Linked DNA regions of Mus musculus: region 2 is linked to region 1. A link is a contact called in public HiChIP or PLAC-seq data. All regions are on one chromosome and are shown on one strand. Each heading gives the region's core, a stretch centred on a gene start, on an enhancer-like site or on the middle of the called end of the contact. The rest is flanking DNA. Distances are from core to core; before and after follow the strand shown. Region 1 overlaps Casp3 (caspase 3). Region 2 overlaps Irf2 (interferon regulatory factor 2).

Region 1 (5,686 bases), core at 2,569-5,068:
TAAATATTTAAATTATTTCATTTTTAAAGCAGATGGTGCTGGACCACTGTGATATGCTCACCTCAGGAAATTTTCAGTAATTTTCCATTCCATGGTCTCAAGCAGGAGATGAGAGCCATAGGCATGAGGGGGAAATAAGAGGGGAGGGAGGCAGGGTAAGATGGCGCAGAAATACAGCACCATTCCAGTGTACACACAGTGTTCAGCATCACACCAGTAACCAGGCGGCTCATCCTCACAGATGATAAACTCTGAACACAACCTACTCTGCAAATCCTGTCCTCGGTCCTGTCCTTTGGATCTGCGACAGAGCATGGTTAATCTTCATTGTCAACTTGGCTGGATCTAGAATCACCTAAAAGTATCTCTGTATGTGGGAGGCGCTTCCAGAAAGGATTTAGTGAGGAGAGACCCTTCAATGTGAGTGGCATCATCCCATAACCTGGGGGCCCAGATTGAATAAAACATGCAGTGTATAGACAATGCATGGGACCTATCTGTACAATGTATGGAACCTACCTGTACAATGTATGGAACCTATTTATACAATGTATGGCATGTCCTGGTCTCCCTTTATCTTATCACAAGACCCACCAGGTACAAGGTAATGCTAAAATGTCTCCAGGGGCAAACTGGCCATCATTGCTCTATTATCTTAAATGGAAAAACTCCCTGAAGCCAGAAGAGGAGAATGCCAACCTCATGATTAACACTCTAGATCCCACCAAGAACCACCTCATGATTAACACTCTAGATCCCACCAAGAACCCAAGAAAACAGCTGCTCTTTCCCGTCACCAGGCGGCCTGTGTATCCTGAAACGCCTTGTACCATTTTCAACTCTTCTTCCCAAGTAAATCTATAATCACAAGTTCCCTCAAGTCCAGTATGAGAAACATGATCTCCCAGCCCCCTACTTCCTGCATACAGAAGTCTTAAACTGCTTAGATTCTCCAGAGAGATAGGAGTGACTTCTGATGTTAATAGCAAGTCCCTTTAGCTCACACCTAAGTTTATGCTAACGGTAGGCAGAGCCATAGATCATCTCAGTGAAGGCTGCTGGGACTGGCCCATCCTAGCTCTGACTTCTGGGGAAGTAGAGTTGCTGGGGCCTGAGTTCTAGAAGTCCTGATGAGCTTCAGTTTCCAAGTGGTTGAACAGTTCAGAGTAGGGGTGGGGGTGGGGGTTGAGGGGGGACACTCCAAGAAAACAAGGAGAATCTGTGTCCCTCCCCACCACACCTAGCCCTGCATTTCCACATTCTTCAATCGTATTAGTTAACAAACTGAGTCCTATAACTAAAGAATTCTCCTGAGTTCTGGGAGGGAGTCTAACAGATAATTGACACCAGGAAGGAAGTGGGTATCACAGATTGAATGGAAGGAAAATACCCTATCTACCTACCTTAGTCATGTGCCTTCTTTTCCAAAGTCAACACTTATTTCTTCACTGTAAACTCTGCTTCACTTCTGACTCAGACAAGCCATTTCCGACCACAGACTCTCACAGTTGGGTCTATTGTTCCACAGCTCCCACCGAGGATCAGAAGTCGAGGAGTTAGTTAAGAGGTAACCACGGAACACTACACCTGTTTCTTGGTAGCTGATTCTCCTGGTGTTTGAAATGATCTTTAGAGGTTTACTCCATCTTTTAAGCTGCATTTGGGTTCGTCCCCGCAAAGCAGAAACTAAGTACAAGGGAACCGAACCAAATTGCCACAAATATATTATAACAAAGGGTAGACCACCTTGGGAAATCTCAATTTGTTTATAATATCATTTTCTTAGTGAGTTTGCTTCTCTTTTTAAAGAGGATCATGGGAAGGACTAGCCAAGAAGAGATCTGGTTCACTATGGTTTGGAAGGGAACAAATGGTCACCTTACCCCTCTGAATATGCCATCCATCTCATGAATATTCATGCAACATGTTTTTGTTTGTTTTTTGTTTTGTTTTGTTTTCTGAGACAGGGTTTCTCTGTACAGCCCTGGCTGTCCTGGAACTCACTCTGTAGACCAGGCTGGCCTCAAACTCAGAAATCCACCTGCCTCTGCCTCCCGAGTGCTGGGATTAACCACAGCACATGCTTGGCATGGTGATGCATGCCTATACCTCCAGCACTTGGGCGATACTGTCCAGTCTGGTAGGTGATATCATAATTTATATTCCTCTTATTATGATGGGAGATTGGGTTATCTGAACATAAGGGGTATATGCTCTCTTTGTTTACACTTGCTCTATTCACATACATGGCCCAGTTGATGGTTTTTATCTTGTGTATGTGTAGGCCAGGTGATAATGGGACTGGTATCATTTCTCCATAGCTGAGCACATCAGCCATGCGTTTGCCATGGAGACTAGGCTGGTTGACCAGTGAGCCTCAGGAACTCACTTATCTCCATCACTGCTGGAATTATAAGCGAGCATCACAATTCGGGTTTTTTTTCCTTTTAACATGGATTCTGGGGATCAAGTTCTAGTTCAGGTTCTTGTGCTGGCAAGGAAACTGCTTTACCCAGCTAACTACTCCCAGACCCATAGCTCCAGTTGTTTTCTTTGTACTATCTCAGACCTCTTTATATAGATAGTATGGAAATTACAATGGGCTAGCCTTTTCTCCACACATTAAAGAGCTAGTCTTTAAAGGTTTAATTTCATGTATATAGGTATTTAGCCCACGTGTATGCCTCTGCACCATGTGCATAAAATTCCCAAGGAGGCAAAAAGAGGCAGTTGGGTCCCCTGGAGCTAGTTACAAAAAATTGTGAGCTGCCATGTGGGTGCTTGGGTTCAAATCCAGTTCTTCTGAAGAACAGCCGACGCTCTTAACTGCTGAGTCATTTCTCCACCACCCTATCCCCTGTTAGAAAGCAGCTAGACAAAAACATTCGTGACACGCTCCTCCTTGTGTACAGGAGTTCCTTGATCCACTTTTGACCTTCACTTTAGAGAAGCTGTGGTTATTATGTAAACTTTGGAGGAGCTGAGTCCCCACCCCTTCCTGTATTCTTTGAGTATATTCTACCTATTTCTTTGGGTTTAAATCCTATCATATCAGAGGTTCTTCCACTTGCCAACACCTTAACATATTAGATTAAGGCCTTGTTGCATCCTCTGACTCTCTCAAATTAGACTGTGGGTTAAAATTATTTTAACTTTCACTTAGTTATTACAACAGCAAAAGTATTGACGACGACAACAACAACAACAACAACAACAAACCCTCAAATACACTGATAATTTTAAATCTGAATTTATGTTTTGAAATAAAATTGCAAGGTAACAAACTTTTATAAAATTGTCACATGGGAACACACTTTAAAATACCATCACATGCTGCATTCACTTAGAAAGCGTTAACAACAAAGCCAGTCTAAACAAGAATCTATCCGTTACAATGTGAGTTCCTTCCTTTCTTTGTGCAACAAGGAAGCTTAGGAGAAATGCTGCGAGAGCCAGCAGTGACTCAGCACCCCCATAAGGAGGCCAGGAGCAGAGCACAGTCTCCCTGAGGATGGACTGCAGCCCGCAGCTTCTCCACATGGGCTGCAGGGCTATTGCTGGATGCTTTCCAAGTCCTGTGTGCCCTGGCCCTTTCGTTTCTAGCACAGTATAAATATCACCATTATTTTTCCTTTCTTTGTAAACGTCAACAGAAAAGTCAGCATGCTACAGACTCTGGACATGGAGTCCAGTGAACTTTCTTCAGACTCTCAGCCCTCTGGGAAAGCCTTTTTGCAGAAGTTTGTGATCTGGTTCACTTTCCCACGTGGTAACTTGGACATCATCCACACAAACCAGAACTCACAAGGGGGGTGGGGTGAGGGGTGGGGAGTCCAGCTGGCAGGCCTTTTCTGAAGATGTGCCCATGGCTCTGCCAAGTCTCTGCTCTGGCTCAAACCACATTCTCTCCAACTACAGTAGATTTCATCTCTCCTTTTCTTAAGCTCTGTTTGACAACTGGTATTATAGTATATTCCTATAGAATTCCTGTACTTCATTCTAATAATCAACCATTTGAGGCTGTTACATAACAGCTCTTGAGATATTTTGCTGGTCTGTAAGACCGAGCTGATTTGTATAAGGATAAGTAAGAAACAAATGCTGATGGATTTTAGCACCTTGCCTTCAATGAGTCAACCAAGTTCGCACACGGTTTTCCTCTCACATAAATACTCAAGTTATTTTTGTTCCAGTAATAAAACATGATTTTTTTTTTTAAAATAACAAATACGTGTTGTGGACAACTGTCACAAAACCAGTAGCTATAATGCATGCTATGGTGGTCCAACTCTTCACTTCCATAAATCAGGTCCAAAACAAGGGTTCCAGCCTTTGACTCTGCTCATGGATTCAAGTTCTAAGACATTATCATTTGACATTATTGTTTCTACGTTTAACGAAAACTAGAACAACATTCTTAACATGAGTGGGGAGTATAAAATCATCAGTGGAAAAGCTGTACTGCTTCAAAATGACTTCAAAATTCATAGTATCGCCAAATCTTGCTAATTATAAAAGGGCAACTTTGTAATTTCATCTAGGATGATAGTACCATCATTGACAGTTACTTGCTCCTTATTAAATTAAATTTCATTTCAACTACCTGATGTCGAAGTTGAGGTAGCTGCACTGTGGCTGGCTGCATTGCTAGGCAGTGGTAGCGTACAAAGACCAGGAGGACCGTCAGATTAGATTTAAATGAGAGTCTCCCTGACAGCTTTCTCATTTGGCATAACAAAACAGAAACACGCCCCCCCCCACCCCCAATCATTCCTCTAGTGATAAAAGTACAGTTCTTTCGTGAGCATGGACACAATACACGGGATCTGTTTCTTTGCGTGGAAAGTGGAGTCCAGGGAGAAGGACTCGAATTCCGTTGCCACCTTCCTGTTAACGCGAGTGAGAATGTGCATAAATTCTAGCTTGTGCGCGTACAGCTTCAGCATGCTGCAAAGGGACTGGATGAACCACGACCCGTCCTTTGAATTTCTCCAGGAATAGTAACCTAGGAGGCAAAAATACGAAGGACTGTATCTTCTATTACACCACAGCATCACTCTGGAGGAGTCTACACATTTTCATATAACCAGAACGATCCAGACAGACATAAGCTTCCTCAGTCTTAGAAGCCACACAAAGGAAAATAATTAGCAACCCTGGACTCCAGACCTCACTGCTCTCTGCTGGAAAAGAAAACGCAGATCAATCAGGACTGACTACTGTTGGTTTCCCGAGTTCTACTTTAGGGTCTCTTTCCCATAGGTCAGGGCGAAGAAGAGGAAGACACAGACCGGACAATACCAGGTTGTGCAAAGCTATGCAAATGGGACCCTGTAGGTAACATGGTGTTTCAATCTGAACTCATCTGTTATGAATACTGGCTCAGGCAGGAAATAAACTGCTTACATATACACACACTTTAAAAAGGTTTCTTTGCTTATTCATTTTATGTTTATGATGTCTCAGCCTGCATGTATGCAAGTGCCCTGTGCCCACGCAGATCAGAAGAGGGAGTCAGAACCCTGGAATCAGGGTTACCCGTGGTTGTGAGCTACCGTGCGGCTGTGAGCACCCGAAGCCAGGTCCTCTGCATGAGTAACAAGTGCCCTTAACCACTAAGCTGTTTATTAGAGATGTACACTTTAAAAAAATGACATTAGTTTGCCTCTGGGGCAACTGGATGAAT
Region 2 (6,398 bases), core at 1,178-3,677, 170 kb before region 1:
TGTGTTTTCAAGTCGCCCTCCGATACAGGTTCCCTGGTCATCATAGTCTTAAACCTGAAGAGTTTTCCCAAGCAAGGAAGGAGCTGCTGCTGCCCCAATCGTCCTGTCTAATCAGGAATGTACTGTTGCAGGAAACAGTCTTGTGAGAAAGGTCTGCAGAATGGACACCAGCTATTCTGTAATTTCTAACCACATGGCTGCCCTCGGAACGAACACAGACCAGTGACTTCCACCAAATGACATTACGCCCCTTTCTATTCGGTTTCCATGGGAACACTGATGCGTTGATTTGGAAATGCTTGTGTTTTCATCTGCAACCAACCCCCCCCCACTCCCCCTGATGCAGGAAGCACTCGTTCATATCCATCTTACCTGGGCATCTTTATTTTCCATTGTTCTCCACACAATGCCCCTGATTAAATTAAGCCAGTTTCCATATTCATTCAGAGGAAACCAAATAACGCTGACCTCTAGGCCTTCACTCATGAAGCATCCCTTCCTAAGGAGTGAGCATTATCTGATCTGGGCCACATTTCCCTCCCCAGGGTCAGGCTCAAGTTCTGCAGCTCCCAGAAGAGTTCTCAAACTCCAGAAAGCCATGCCATCTTGGGAAAATGACTCATCCCCTATGCCTGTACTTCCTAGATAGGGAAAAGGGGAAAACTCTGACCATCCCAGGAAGAGCTAAATAAGGGAATAGTATCATTTAGAGGAACTAAAAATTGTCAACACCTACCACCCTGCCTACTGTTAGCCTTATCGTCCTTGGTCTTGCCTATATGGAACAGAGCAATCTGTTGTACCAGGGCAATCTGTTCCATGGTATTTTCTGAAACGCATACATTCACTGTTCAGTCTGAGACTGCTTACTAACGTTTCTCTTATTCTAATTTTCTTAGGTCAGACAGGTAGCGCCACAGAGGTAGTTTATTTTAGTGATGTGTGGCCCACTGAGCACACAGAATATACTCTCAGATAGACAGTGATAAAAATGAAGATATTTTAGAGGTGTAGCTCTTCCAATTAGATGGCCTTACAAAATGTAACTGAAGCCCAGAACATGATGGGTCAGTGGTGGGCAGGACCACACCTTGACCAGCACTGTGTAGATAGATGTTCATGTTCTCTGTCTTCTATTTAAACTTTTATTGCCTTTCGGGACCCTGAAGATGGTGGCCTTTCAGGTTCTTAAAGATGGACCTGAGGGTTTACCGGATCTTTCTGTTCTTCTCCACAATGTTGTCATATTGAAAAAAAATCTCAATTTTCAGTTTTCTACTATTAATTTGGCTCTTTTAAGTGGCTATTGAGGATGGGCGACCAAACATGGCTTGCAGAACAGGCTTCGAGATGAAAGCGTGGTCTAACAAATTATTAGGATGGTGTGAAATCTCACTGGGAGACAAGTTTCCCCATTGGTTGGGGGCTTTTCCTTCTCCCTGCAAGAGATTTCTGGGGAAACGTCCCATTTCTTTGGGGTCCACTGTTTGAATTGTCTGTTCACTTCTCTTCAAAAATACCTTCATTTCTGCCAAGCCAGTTACAACACCCCAGTTTCTGTTTGAGGTGGAATTTGTCTGTGTTTAGATGAACACAGGTTGGAATGAAGGAAAGTTAGAACATATTTATTGTCAGCTATCCATGCATAAAAAGCATTTTCTTCAAACCCCTTGACTTTGGGAAGAGCTGGCACAACCAACTTCATCTTGGTTTGAGATAAGGGTTTATCATGAAGCCCAGACTTCCCTTAAACTTAATATCCCCCTGCTCCAGCCTTGTCAAGGCCAGACTGACAGGAAAACACTACCATGCCCAGTGACTCCATTTTAACTCTGACAACGTCCTCCCTCCACGGATCCTTGGAGAAACTATTTTCTGAAACAGCAAGGAACATACAGTGAATGTGTCCATGGCCCAGTATGGCTGGTGGTTGTTTTATTTTATGAACCAGGATTTATTGTAGCACAGGCTGACTTCAAACTTCCTATGTAGCCTAGGTTTACCTTAAAATTCCTGACCCTCTACCTCCACTTCCCAGTTGCTAGGATTACAGGGCATATGCCATCAAACCTGGCACAGCTTACATACTTAGACTTTTAACAAAAAAGTAGACTATTAATCCTTTATTAAAGACAATCTTTTAACTGTAATGATCCCAAAGCCATTGTGGAATTAACTTTGGAATCATTCTGCAGATCGATCAATGCCTTTAGCAACTATAAACCCCAGAATTGGGAAAAACCCACCGGCCTGATACACGTTCTACTATAACACTGCATGCAAGACAAATGCAAAAGATAGCTACATCCAAAGGTTAGGCTGCACTAAGTATGATTCATCAGCCTTCCGCTGAAGGAACAATGTCCCTTGAGGAACACAGTGTTAATCATAGCTTTGTTACACAAGGATTTCATAACAGATGCTCCTGAGCAGGAGCTCCACCCACGTGGCTTCATTTAAGGCCGCTCACTTCCTGGATGAACATGGCTAAGTCTCACCAGGGCTGTGCCTACCACATTTTAGTGGCCCCACGAGGCTGATGTAACCAAAGCTACCCTTTTCTTACGAGGACCCCCACATGCCACCCACCCTAGGAAGCACATTTCCTTACATTCCTACAGCCCCGGGATGCTGCATGTCTCAGCCTTGACTGCTTCACCGGAAGTAGTGTGTCTGTCTTAAAGAGACATAACGTAACGGCCAGCCATATAACCTTTGGTATTTGATACTGAATGGAATATAGTGGTTACGTGTGGGGAAAATATAGTGAAAAGTAAATGTTATTCTGCTGTTGTTTTTCTACTCGCTGCAATTATGAAATTAAATCTGTACTGTAAAGCCCCTGACTCCCACCATACAGAATAAATATATCTGCGTTTTTAATAAATGTTCATGCTCCCACTCAGTTATCAGATATGTATAGTTTGCTCTATGCTAGTCACTGAATGCTGTGAACATACTAAATATGAGACAATCACACCTAAGAGTACAGTGAATTCTTCAAACTAGGTATTTGTGGTGGGAAAAAAAAGTTATACATCTCTTACTGAGATGTAGAGATATATTTGGGACACTCAAAATGCAGGTCTAAAAATATCACCATGGAAAACAGTATGGCTAATAATTAGTTTTTTTATAATCATAGGGAGAAAATAATGCTGTGTTTTGTTTTGTTTTATAAAAAGAGACATAGAAAATGTCCCTAGACTGAAAGCAAGGTCACTCGTGGTGGCTGTGGTGGCTCTGGTCCATGATCCAGTACTAGACAGGCTGAGGGCAGAGAGCTGCTGCAAGTCTGGGGCTAGCCTAGGCTACACAGTGACACTGTGTCTCAAAGAAAAACCAACCAAGCAAGCAAAGAAAGAAAGAAAGAAAGAAAGAAAGAAAGAAAGAAAGAAAGAAAGAAACAAAGAAAGAAACAAAGAAAGAAAGAGAGGAAGGAAGGAAGAAAGAAAGGAAGGAAGGAAGGAAGAAAGAAAATTCTGGGTTCCAGAGGACCTGGGCTCAATTCCCAGCAACCACACGGCAGCTCACAACTGTCAGCAACTCCAGTTCCAGATCTGACTGCCTCACACGGACAACACCTACGCCAAACACCAACGCACAGGAAGTAAAAATAAACCATTAAAAGGTATTATTTTTAAAAAAGAAAAATTCTTGAGATACAGCAAAAAGTTCCTATGGGGTTCTCAGGTAAATTTCTCTTTCTTTTCCGAAACAAAGTTTTCTTCAAATTATATGGTGCAGGACAATCACCCTCAAGATCTCCCTAACTTAGCCTCTTGGATGCTGGGATTACAGATATGTGCTCTCTACCACACCCAGCTGATGGTGTGGGTATTAGTTAAGGTAATATATACATATATATTACAGATACAAATAGACATATATAAAATATATATTACACGTATATATGTATAACTATATTACAGATATATATGTATATAAAACTGTAGTACCATTTCTGTGATAATAGGAAAACTGAGCATTGGCTAGATATTTAACGATACAGAGGGATTCCTGTCAAATTCATCAGCTAAAATAATGACAGCATGGTATTTTTAAAGGGCATGTACTTTTAAAAATATATAGTGAAATGCTTACAGAAGAAACATCATATTTGAGATTTGCCTGAAAATATTTTGACAACTATCACAAATTGTTTCTGTAGTCAAAATGGGTCAAATATCTATGATGATATTGAAAGTGAGGGAAAGGATGGAAGCACTGATGAAGCAAATCTGGTCAAGAATTGATTGATATTAAAATTAGAGGGTGATCTACAGTAAATCTTACTCCTTCCTACATGTATAAAAATTTTCCACAATAAAAATTACAACAAAATTAATCATTAGTCCTATGCTATTTATTGAATTATTTATTTAAGCATGTGTGTGTGAGAGAGAGAGGGATATGGGGGGGGGAAAGAGAGAGAGAGATTGAGAGAGAAAGAGAGAGAGAGAGAGGTGTATGTCTGTAGAGGCCAGAAGAGGGCTTTGGATCTCTTGAAGCTGAAGTTAAAGGTAGTTGGGAGCCACCTGACATAGGTGCTGGGGACCAAACTCAGGTCCCCTAGACACAGTCTTAACCACTGAGCTGCCTCTCCAGTCCCCAGTCCGGTGCTATTTTTAAAATAAATCAGAAACTTTAAAACATCAAAAATGAAACAAAGTGTCACTGCTAGTCTACCTAAAATATTTATTTTCCATCACAGAGATAAGCACCTCTCAACCTTGAACAGCTAGCTAAGATTTCCCTCAGACTCTAACTACAGGAGCTGGAGAAATGGCTTTAGAGTTACTAGCACTCGCTACTCTCTGAGAGGACCCGGGTTCAATTCTCAGCATCTACCTGGAGGCTCACAACTGTCCTTAACTCCAGCTCCAAGGGATCTGAGGCCTCTGCAGGTACCAGGCAAGTACATAGTGCACAGACATACATGTAGGCAGCCTAGACACATTAAAAAAAAAAAAGTCTAACAACAGACAGCCATATGTATTCACAATTCTAGACCTACATATTTCCCACATATTCAACCAATCACTGGTCTGTACAAAACATATATAGACCTGTTCCTCTTATTGTTATCTAAATGATAAAACACAACAACTTTCATATCATATTAGGTATAAAAAGTAACCAAGGGGTAATTTAAAGTAGATGGAAGATGTGGATAGGTTCTACACAGACACTACTACATTTTCCATGAAGGTACCTGGCAGGGGCGGAGAATCCTGGAGAGCAGCCAAGTACCCTCATGGCACACACAGGATGCTGTCCCTTCTGAAGTCTAATGAGATACCTAAATTATGTCCCTTCGTGGTTTTTTTTTTTTAAGATAAATCAGAATGTCCTACATCCACTTCAATTTCAGTGCTAAGGAGCCATGGGATCTTACAGAAAGGCCAGTCAACTCATTCTTCAGTCCCTTACTCTGTACACAGAAGCCAGGCACTTATATCATCTCTTGGGTGGTCTTTGGGTCTCTAGCTGTGCTGTGTGCTCTTTGCTTAACAACTGATGGACCTCCCCAGTCGGGCATGGGATTATCTGACACCTTCCTCCGTATTTAACAAGGGCTACTACACCTTCTATGCACTAAGATCATTGAAATATAGGGGTGTGGTTAGACCAACCTAGTCAACTGAAAACCTTAAGCCCACAGACCTGTCTCCATGGAAAACTCCTGGGACTTATCGCTCACAAAGCAGAGAATGAACCACTGAAACTCTTGCTAATGGAGTATACGAACTACTGTGTTCCCAACCTAATGGCTTGTGACAGATATAGAGCTAATACATCTCTATTAGAGATAAAAATTTTTTTCTCTGATTTTCAAACATGTTTCTAAAGTCATATTTCACAGCCTTAGATACAAGCTGGTGTCTGGAGCTGAGACATGGGACTGCCAAGCTCTGCGGATCAGTGGCATCATCTACACCTTTTGCTCTGGGACGCTGGACTAGGCAAAGTATCTGTGGACTTGTGTCTGCAGGTGGGTCCATGCAGAGGAGATGTTAAAAGCATGTAAAACGCAATAGCAGGAGAAAGGCCAAAGCCTCCGCCAAGGTCCTGATGAGACAGAACAGGTACCATGACAATACGGTCACAACAGGGGCTTTCTAGTCAACCAAAGATTACCTTGATGTGCTTAACTCTCTCTTCTTTTTCTGTCTTTGGTTTCTTTCCTGTGGCAACAGAAAGGTAGTTCTGGATCAATTCACGGAAGGACAGAGAAACATGGACGTTCTTACATGACATTCTTTCTGAAACCCGCTGCCTCATTGATATGAGATCAAAATACCAAAGGCCTCTTTTCTGCCTTTGGTGCCTTGAAAGTCATTTTTCCAAGGCCAGTAAAGAGAGGATTGTCTCATCTAGAGTGGACAAGTATTCTA

The links. HiChIP or PLAC-seq counts read pairs in DNA pulled down with a chosen protein or histone mark.
Region 2: an HNF4G HiChIP or PLAC-seq map of pancreatic cancer cells shows a contact between it and region 1. The contact joins two enhancer-like sites. A contact is called at or near these places in 1 of 15 datasets of contacts at CTCF or cohesin (the NIH/3T3 cell line), 1 of 484 Hi-C or Micro-C datasets (nephron progenitors), 1 of 115 datasets of contacts at active chromatin or transcription factors (pancreatic cancer cells) and 3 of 9 other capture datasets (adipose tissue, liver and pancreatic islet).

The regions. Positions count from the first base shown.
Region 1 is chr8:46,637,238-46,642,923 of GRCm38.p6, reverse strand. It overlaps Casp3 (caspase 3), which reads right to left. Exons shown (of 7, transcript NM_001284409.1): 7 at 3,226-5,005. The coding sequence ends at 4,776. Among named protein-coding and RNA genes, the nearest start is that of Casp3, 23 kb to the right of the region's middle. Within about 2 kb of position 3,818, at least 154 of the 459 cell types and tissues checked have an H3K27ac peak or open chromatin away from gene starts, as enhancers often do. A contact at or near this core is called in the NIH/3T3 cell line, adipose tissue and pancreatic cancer cells, where this site is marked.
Region 2 is chr8:46,807,495-46,813,892 of GRCm38.p6, reverse strand. It overlaps Irf2 (interferon regulatory factor 2), which reads right to left. Exons shown (of 9, transcript NM_008391.4): 5 at 6,142-6,188. Among named protein-coding and RNA genes, the nearest start is that of Gm39170, 20 kb to the left of the region's middle. Within about 2 kb of position 2,427, at least 123 of the 459 cell types and tissues checked have an H3K27ac peak or open chromatin away from gene starts, as enhancers often do. A contact at or near this core is called in the NIH/3T3 cell line, adipose tissue and pancreatic cancer cells, where this site is marked.